Regions from separate parts of the Gossypium hirsutum genome. Here region 2 is linked to region 1. The links are chromatin contacts, called in public Hi-C maps. All regions are on one chromosome and are shown on one strand. Each heading gives the region's core, a stretch centred on a gene start, on an enhancer-like site or on the middle of the called end of the contact. The rest is flanking DNA. Distances are from core to core; before and after follow the strand shown. Region 1 holds the start of LOC107957556 (protein WHAT'S THIS FACTOR 9, mitochondrial). Region 2 holds the start of LOC121228902 (precursor of CEP8).

Region 1 (3,954 bases), core at 173-2,672:
GGGAATTCTTCAAAGAGAGTACGGTACCTAAAACAAATTCAGAAGAACCAATTTGCAATCACCAACTGCTATACTTCGTATTCAACTCATAGTCAATACCAGTTTATTAAACAAGGTCTCTTGTTAGTGCCAAATGGTTTATGTTACTCATGCTCGAGGTTAGTGCAAGATATGGGTATATATGCCTGACATTAGAATGCTCAAAATTTTCAAAGTTTTTATGTGTTTGAACAATTTTACTCTACAGTTTATAGCCATTGTAATGTAAAAGAGTCCAGTAACACGAGATATAACAACACAGCAATGTGGGAATTCGTCAAACAGAGTAGGACACTTAAAACAGAGTCGGAAAAACCAATTTTCAATTTCCAACTACTATTCTACATATTCAACTCAAGTTAATATCACTTTACTAAACAAGGAAAACCACTCTTTTGACAATGTCTACCAAGTTATGTTAATCAGGCTTGAGGTGAGTGCCAAATACAGATATATATATATATATATGTCTTAGACGAGTATGTTCAAATTCTTCTAAGTTTTTCAGTGTATTTTGAAGGAGCTATGATCGGAAATATGGAGTCGAATACAAATATTTTAAGAAAAATGAAGTGTCCGGGTATCACGAGATATAACAACACAGCAAATTACCCACCAAAAAGGATTCACTAATGCCAAAACCTACATATAGGGCATTGCTTTGTGCTTCTGCCATTAAAAAGAAAAATACAAATATATTGGCTAATCAAAACTAAAAGCACAAATTTCTTTGTAACAAAAAGGGTGATTTTGATGTAAATTTAATCAATTTTTCATATAATATAAATAATGATTTTATCATGTATAACAACTGCTACATTACAATGCAAAAAGTAAACAACAGAAATAGCAATTAAAATGAAGCTTTTTAAAAGAGAAAAGAAAAAACTATTCATCGTTGCAAAACCAGCTAAAGGGCATTTAAAAAATGGAGGATATGAGGCCAAAAAATACCTACGCAAGAAGCGAAGAACGGGGACAGTGAGGCCGAGGAGCTTTTGCCAATCGGCAAAAGACTTGGCAGTGAGAAAACCGGTGGGCGAGCGTTTAATAGCATCCTTCAAGAGGCAAGCCGCTTTGAGATCGGTGTCGGTATCAATCACGTGGTCAAGGCTACGATTCTTAACCCATTTCAACCTCACTTTCACTATGCCCCTCCATTGTTGATGCTCAAATTGGGGATGTGAAAGTAGGTTTTTTATGGAGGAAACAAATATTTTGACTTTGAACATTATTTGTAGCAGCTGCAAAAGTATCACCAATTAAAGCGAAAAACGTATAGTCTTTGGTGAATTTTGTTTAGTTTTCTTTTCCCTACTGAGAGAACTGGAGCAGTGCTTTTCAGTCGTTTACGTTTGGTCTAATTTTGATTTTAGTGTATCCACTATATTGAAATTTGATATTTTTAAAATTGTAACTTGATGTTTTATTTTTAAGGTTAACTATTAAAATAGTCGTTTTTATTTTATCTCACGTTACGTTTTAGTTATTTATGTTTGAGATATTACGTTTTAGTCACTTAAGTTAAAATATTGTAACATTTTAGTGTTTGAGCAGTTAATTGTCGTTAACGGTGTAACAACAACCTGATGTGGTATGTTAAATCATCATTTCAATAAAAATTTAAGTTAAATTCTACAACTAATCCTCATATTTTTCATTTTGAGTAATTTAATTTTTTCTTTTATATTCTTTTTTTTTAATTTTCTTTTCCGTCTCTTTTAACTAGTTTTTTTACATTTTCCATCTATTAAAAAATTGTTTCAAGGCTAGTTCTCATGCCCACTTTCATGTAACTACAACTTCAATAATAAAAAAATCGATTACTAACTTAAGCTCGTACAAAGGAAAGTTTCAACATGCCAATTTGTAAGTAATCTTATGCCATCAACAATTAATTCCTAGTAATTGATGCCTGTTTTCTTTTTTTCAAAAAGGGTTTTATTGCTTTTGCTTACCCAAAAATTAAGTCAATACTTTTTTAGAATTTAATTCATCTACTTTTTATTTTAATATAATTACGTAATATTTTAATCGAAAAGTTAATGATTTTAACTATTTGAACTAATCAATAATACTATAAAAAATATAGAGACCAAATTATATTAGAAATGAAAGTATAAAAAGTAAATCTCAAATTTAAGTATAATAGAGAGACTAAAATTGAAGAAATATAACTTATTTTAATTTTGCTCAAAAATAATTATTTTAGTCTAAATTTAGAAACAAATTACATTAATTAATTAATTAGAGGCATGGACCTAATTCAACATTTTAAATGCTTCAAATAGGGATCTAATTGTATAAGCAACAATTTAGAATTATTCATTATTTATTTCTACCAATTGCTTTTAAGGCATTTTCTCCTGTCCTGTCACCATGGCAATAGCATAGACACTCTTTTAATATATAAGTATAGATTATCATTATTTGTTGCAGTGAAAGTGTTTGGATGGAAATTTGTTGTAGTTAAAATAATCAATTATATTTAAAATAATATAGTGAAACGTTAATCATCAATAGTCGAAAAACTCAAATTTTATACAATGAACAAAGTAAGGTAAATGAGCCAGGTGCTTCGCCCCAACCATGTTTAGGTTTTGTATTTTCAATCTCTGGCCGACATAATTTATTATTCAATAATTCAAATTTATAAATATTTTTATAATCAAATTTAAATACAAATTATTTTTATTATACTTTGAGGACCGAAAATCTACTTTTTCGGGTCTGGAAATTTGTTAAATTGAGTCTAGGCCCTATTAGATACATGAATATCTTTAACTGGTGTTTGGTTCCCTGAATACAATATTATATTATGACGTATAATACTATATTAAATTTCAACATTCCGGTCATCTCATAATATAAATTGTAATTCATTATGACCCATTTTTTAAGTAATCTTAAAGTACATGTGTGATCTTTACTTACATTTTGTTTTTATTATTCTATCAATTTAAGCTTCTATGTTAAATAAAGTTTAAGACTAATTAAAAATAAAAATAAAAGTATTTTTCCTTAATAATGAACTAGTTGATATCATACATTATAATTATAATCATTATATTTCATTTATTAATATATTAATTATGGTTGATGTTGTAATAATTTTTCATCAACTATTATAATTATGATTTATAAATTTATTTCAATATAATATATTTATTTATTAATATATAAATTTTGGCAAAGAGTAAGAATTCTAATAATTTATCATAATTTATGGAAATTGAGGCTAAAAAATTATTAAAAGAACTAAATTTATAAAAAAAAATTCTATAACAAGGGCAATTGAATAAAATGTACTTCTAGGTAATATTACATTCCGTCAATTAAACACATGTATCTTATATTTCAACCAAATAAAATAAACAAGTTAATCTCACATTCTTCCTATAATCTTATTACAGAACATTATCTAAGATTTGGCGATCCAAACCCCCCTTAGTGTTTAGTAATTATAATCAAGTATATATATTTACATATGGTCAAAGATAAATATTATTTTTAAGTAGTAAATTATAATATAGAGGGCAACAGATGAATAGATTTCAAGTTGTTAAAATGTATAGAACCAACTCTAAAAATTCAACAACCAAAGGAAATAAAATTTTGGCCGATATTAGATGAATTTTGAAATGATGAGGCCAAATATGAATCGAATTCTTGAATCTGAAAGTGAAAATTAAATAAATTAGGAGCAATTCAAGAATAAGTAGAAAGAGATGAAAGATGAAAGAAAGACATGATGATGGTGTTTGCGTCCATGGGCATAGTCTATCTCAAAATGGGCTAATCAATATTTGTGTCTTCTTTTTTTATTTCCTTCATCATAATATTTGGAGAAGTGTCAACTTTCCGGATCACTTTTGGTAGCGCTTAACTTTTTAATTAACAACTGTTTTAGGTTAA
Region 2 (3,835 bases), core at 474-2,973, 130 kb after region 1:
TGAGATGAAGGTGGTGATAAGGCATGTAGTGCTGAGGTGGGAGTGGCGGCGCCACGAAGTGCTGCGGTTGCATCATTTGATGCTGCATTACCATAGCGGCAGCCGGATACTGCATTGCCACCCACTGCGGCTGCGATCGTGGAGGTTGTTGCTGCCGTTGGTTCTGTTCCTGCGACGGTTGCGAATCCAAGCCACTATTTTGCTGCATCCTTATCCTTTTTATTAATAAAAACCGCTAGCACTTATTATCTTAGGAAAATAATATAAATTTAAAAAGATTTGAATGTTTAGTTGAATTGAATCTGAGTTTTAATTTCTTTCTTTCTTTTCCTTTATTCGTTTAGGAAACAAAATAAAATAAAATAAAATAAAAGTTGAATCCGAGTGTTTCCAGGAAACAGAAAATAGAAGAGAAAGAAAATGCGGCTAGGGTATAAGCAGAGGATTTAACCCAAACGTAGTTGTGGTTTTGGCCGTTAGATTAGATAGGTGATAGTTTGATATCAGCTGTTGACTTTGAGGGGATGATACGTGATACGGGTTTAAGCCCACTCTCTCACCCTCAATCCGCCGCCAGCAACATGCATTACTTACAGAACCAAAATTATTTTAATAATTTTTTTCCATAAAAGGATAGTAGTTTGTATCCAATTAAAACTTTATCCTTTCCCATCCTCTTATCTTTCTTCCATCACCTAATTAATACCTATATTCATTGAATTTGGAATTATAGAGCAATTAATTTAAAGTTTTTAAAAAGGGATAGAGATGATCTGAAATGACAGTTTTAGAATATCTCTTCTCATTAGAAAGAATTCTATAAACTAATGATATTATCTCTTTCTAATAGTTTAATATCACATCAATAATTTCATCTTAATTTTAAAATTTTCATTTAAATTTAATTTTTATCAAAGTGAAAATATTAAAATTTAAAATAAAAATACTTATATAATATTAAATTATTAAAAATATACAAATAATATAACGTTACTATTTCATACCATCATTCTGGCTATCACTGTAGCTCATAAGTTATGCGTCATGACCAATAATAGTTGGAGGTCATGAGGTTTTGGTTATCTAAAAAAGGTGACTTGAAAGGGTGTAGGCAATTAAAGAAGACAAGACAGCTCCAAACTTTGTAATATTTAGATGTACTCTATTGATGCTATTACCCTAAATAGAAAGATCAAACTTTATATTATATGTAAATAAGAACATAATAGTAGCATTAGTCATTTTAATAATGCATTAATGGAGACAAAGATGCAATTTTCGTGTACTTAATACTACTTTCTCATCTCATCAAACAATATCATAGGATAGAAGATAGCCTATGAGATTGATTAAAAAGGCTACAAATGATGATATAAGACATTATTTCAAACAGTGGATATTATAAGATAACAGTACGTTCTTAAAATGAAAATAATATAATATTTCGTATGATAAATCTAGTTATTCTAGTGACCAGCGCCGGGACTGTGACCGGGAGTCGTGGAACGGAAAGCGTCGGTGCGATAGGCAGCTTTTTGGACATTGTTGACAGTGGCGGATCCATCTGGTAAAACGTCACCCTTGACGTTCACATTTAGACTGGAATGGTGATGTGTTTTATGGTCGGCTTTCAAAACCCGGGCTTCCTTGGAAAATGTGATCCCGTAAGCAAACAAAAGGACGGCGAGAATGGCAGCGGGTACAATGAGGTTGGTTTTGGCCATTTGAGCGGCTGAAAGAGGAAAAGTTATAGGTATGAGTGATGATGATGATGAGGAGATGGGTTTAAGCGTTTGTTTTGGCTGGGAATTTATAGAGTTTTAATTAGCAGTGGAGTGGAGTGGAGTGGGAATGCCCGTCCTGGCTGGTTTGCAGACTGATGAGTCTTTTTGGTTATTATGATGGATTGAAAGGACAAGTTCAGTATAATCCCATAGTGTTTAATTGTTGACATCTATGTGTGGTGTTGTACTGCTGCCTGCTTCCTGCATGTCTTGATTCCATCCAGTGTCAACTATTGTTCCCCGTTCTTTCTCTAGATTTGAATTGTTAGACAGCATATTCATGCTTGTTGCTGGTGGGCGGAAACTTGCACGTATTTGCTTCCTAGGTCTCGCTTCTCAGGTATTGATGTTACGGTTGCGGATTGTCCAGAAATTAATACAACAAATTCAAAATCTATTGAACTAAAATTTAAAGGAAATTTTCCTTTTTTGGTAAATTGTAAATAGGAAGAAGGCGGAGCCTTAGAACATCAGTTTACAGCAAACGACCATAATCTTTGAATATCAGCCTTGGAATTACTGTTAACGTCATGTTTCACGTGCTTGGATAACAAAGTAATTTTATTTGGAGTAAGAGTTATTAAGCACTAAAACCTTTGAAAGTGAGATAAAAGCTGTCACTTCAACAAAAGATTCGTTGTTTCCAAAATTTGTAGATTTAACATATCAATTACTTGCAGGTATGAATTTCTTTTCTGTAGTGACTGAGGAATGGCCATAAACAGAAACATAGAAGAAACTAACATGTAACAACAAGTAATCATAATTGTTTTCAAAGGAACATAAAGTGGAAAATCCAAGTGTCTTCCAATTTTCCTTGTCTCTCGTGATTTCTCTGCCATCCTTAAGATTTTCAAACCATCACTGCATACCTTCTTTGACTTCACCAGCCCCAGCCCCAGCCACAGCCCCAGCCTCTGCACACTTTTCTTTTTTCTTTTACATAAAATACCGGTATAGCATATTGGATATATATTCTTACATGAGTATCAGGTAATATGGATGCTGGCTCCACAGTAGATGGTTGAAATACAATGTTTATATTTCTAGTGGTCAATGATTTTTTTATGTTCTTTTTGTTATTTGTTGTTGAATGTTTTGAGGATGAGCATTTTGAAGCGTGACAAGGTAGAAGAAGCAAATTGCCAGCAATGGGTGGGTTATTATGATAACGGAAATCAAAGTAGGATTTTGTGGGGCTTCTACTGCAGACCGGAAAATCTTTATCTCCCTTCAAATGGACACATTTCTCGGCCCCATAACCGGCCTCCGACTAGGCCTTGTGCCTATTCCATAGGGGGTGAGAACAACTTGTATCATCTGACTACCACTACTCAAGAAGACCCTCTTTTTTTCCATCATAATCAATCTAAATCTTCCTGCATCAACTTCATTTTTCTGGAACACCTCATCATCCTCATCCCTGTTCTTGGATTGGATTCAATCATCCTTGTGAAATTTTGATGCAAAAGAGGATGTATTTTAAAGGAACAGAGTACAGCAGCAGAGTAGACATTCTTGTTAGTCTCATGTTAAGGACTCAAAAAACTATATCTACAAATATTTGACAAAGCTATTGATCTAACTGAAAGCGTAAAACAAATTCTTCTTTGATCTTCATCTAGATGATCAGAACACAACATAAATTCTTAATAAAATTTCTCAACAAAAGGGTAATCTGCATTGTCATACAATAATCCGAAAAATTTCGTTGTATGTGTCGGACATGGAAACTTAACAAACAACAAACATAATGAATAAAGTGTCCTATCTTGGTCTATTCCCACTTTGCTATATCTCTTCTAAAATTTCAAAATAGTACATAAAGTGTCACATTTTAATCAAAACCTGCATACTCTTACACCCACTAGGATAAAATTCATGGTTTCTTGCATGCTACATTAAAAACCAAACACCCAAGAACATGAAAGATCGCCACTGTCCCACCGTCAAACTTGCTGTTTATTTTCACACACCTTCAGTGGAAACACCAATCGCCACCATTTTCATGTTTTGGAAACAAAGGCTGCTTCCTTTGCTTAGTGCCCCCA

The links. Hi-C and Micro-C count contacts between places; a contact is called where the count stands out from the background.
Region 2: a contact with region 1 is called in a Hi-C map of leaf, with 4 times the contacts expected there. The contact joins the promoter of LOC121228902 here to the promoter of LOC107957556 in region 1. A contact is called at or near these places in 17 of 34 Hi-C or Micro-C datasets (anther, callus, hypocotyl and 2 more).

What each region holds. Positions count from the first base shown.
Region 1 is chrA05:29,057,369-29,061,322 of Gossypium_hirsutum_v2.1, forward strand. It overlaps LOC107957556 (protein WHAT'S THIS FACTOR 9, mitochondrial), which reads right to left and starts at 1,423. Exons shown (of 2, transcript XM_016893094.2): 1 at 994-1,423; 2 at 1-27. The coding sequence starts at 1,271.
Region 2 is chrA05:29,191,264-29,195,098 of Gossypium_hirsutum_v2.1, forward strand. LOC121228902 (precursor of CEP8) reads right to left here and starts at 1,724. Exons shown (of 1, transcript XM_041111918.1): 1 at 1,467-1,724. The coding sequence starts at 1,724. The coding sequence ends at 1,467. It overlaps LOC107957552 (polyadenylate-binding protein RBP47C), which reads right to left and starts at 627. Exons shown (of 6, transcript XM_016893086.2): 1 at 1-627. The coding sequence starts at 208. It overlaps LOC107957551 (probable inactive heme oxygenase 2, chloroplastic), which reads right to left. Exons shown (of 5, transcript XM_016893083.2): 5 at 3,411-3,835.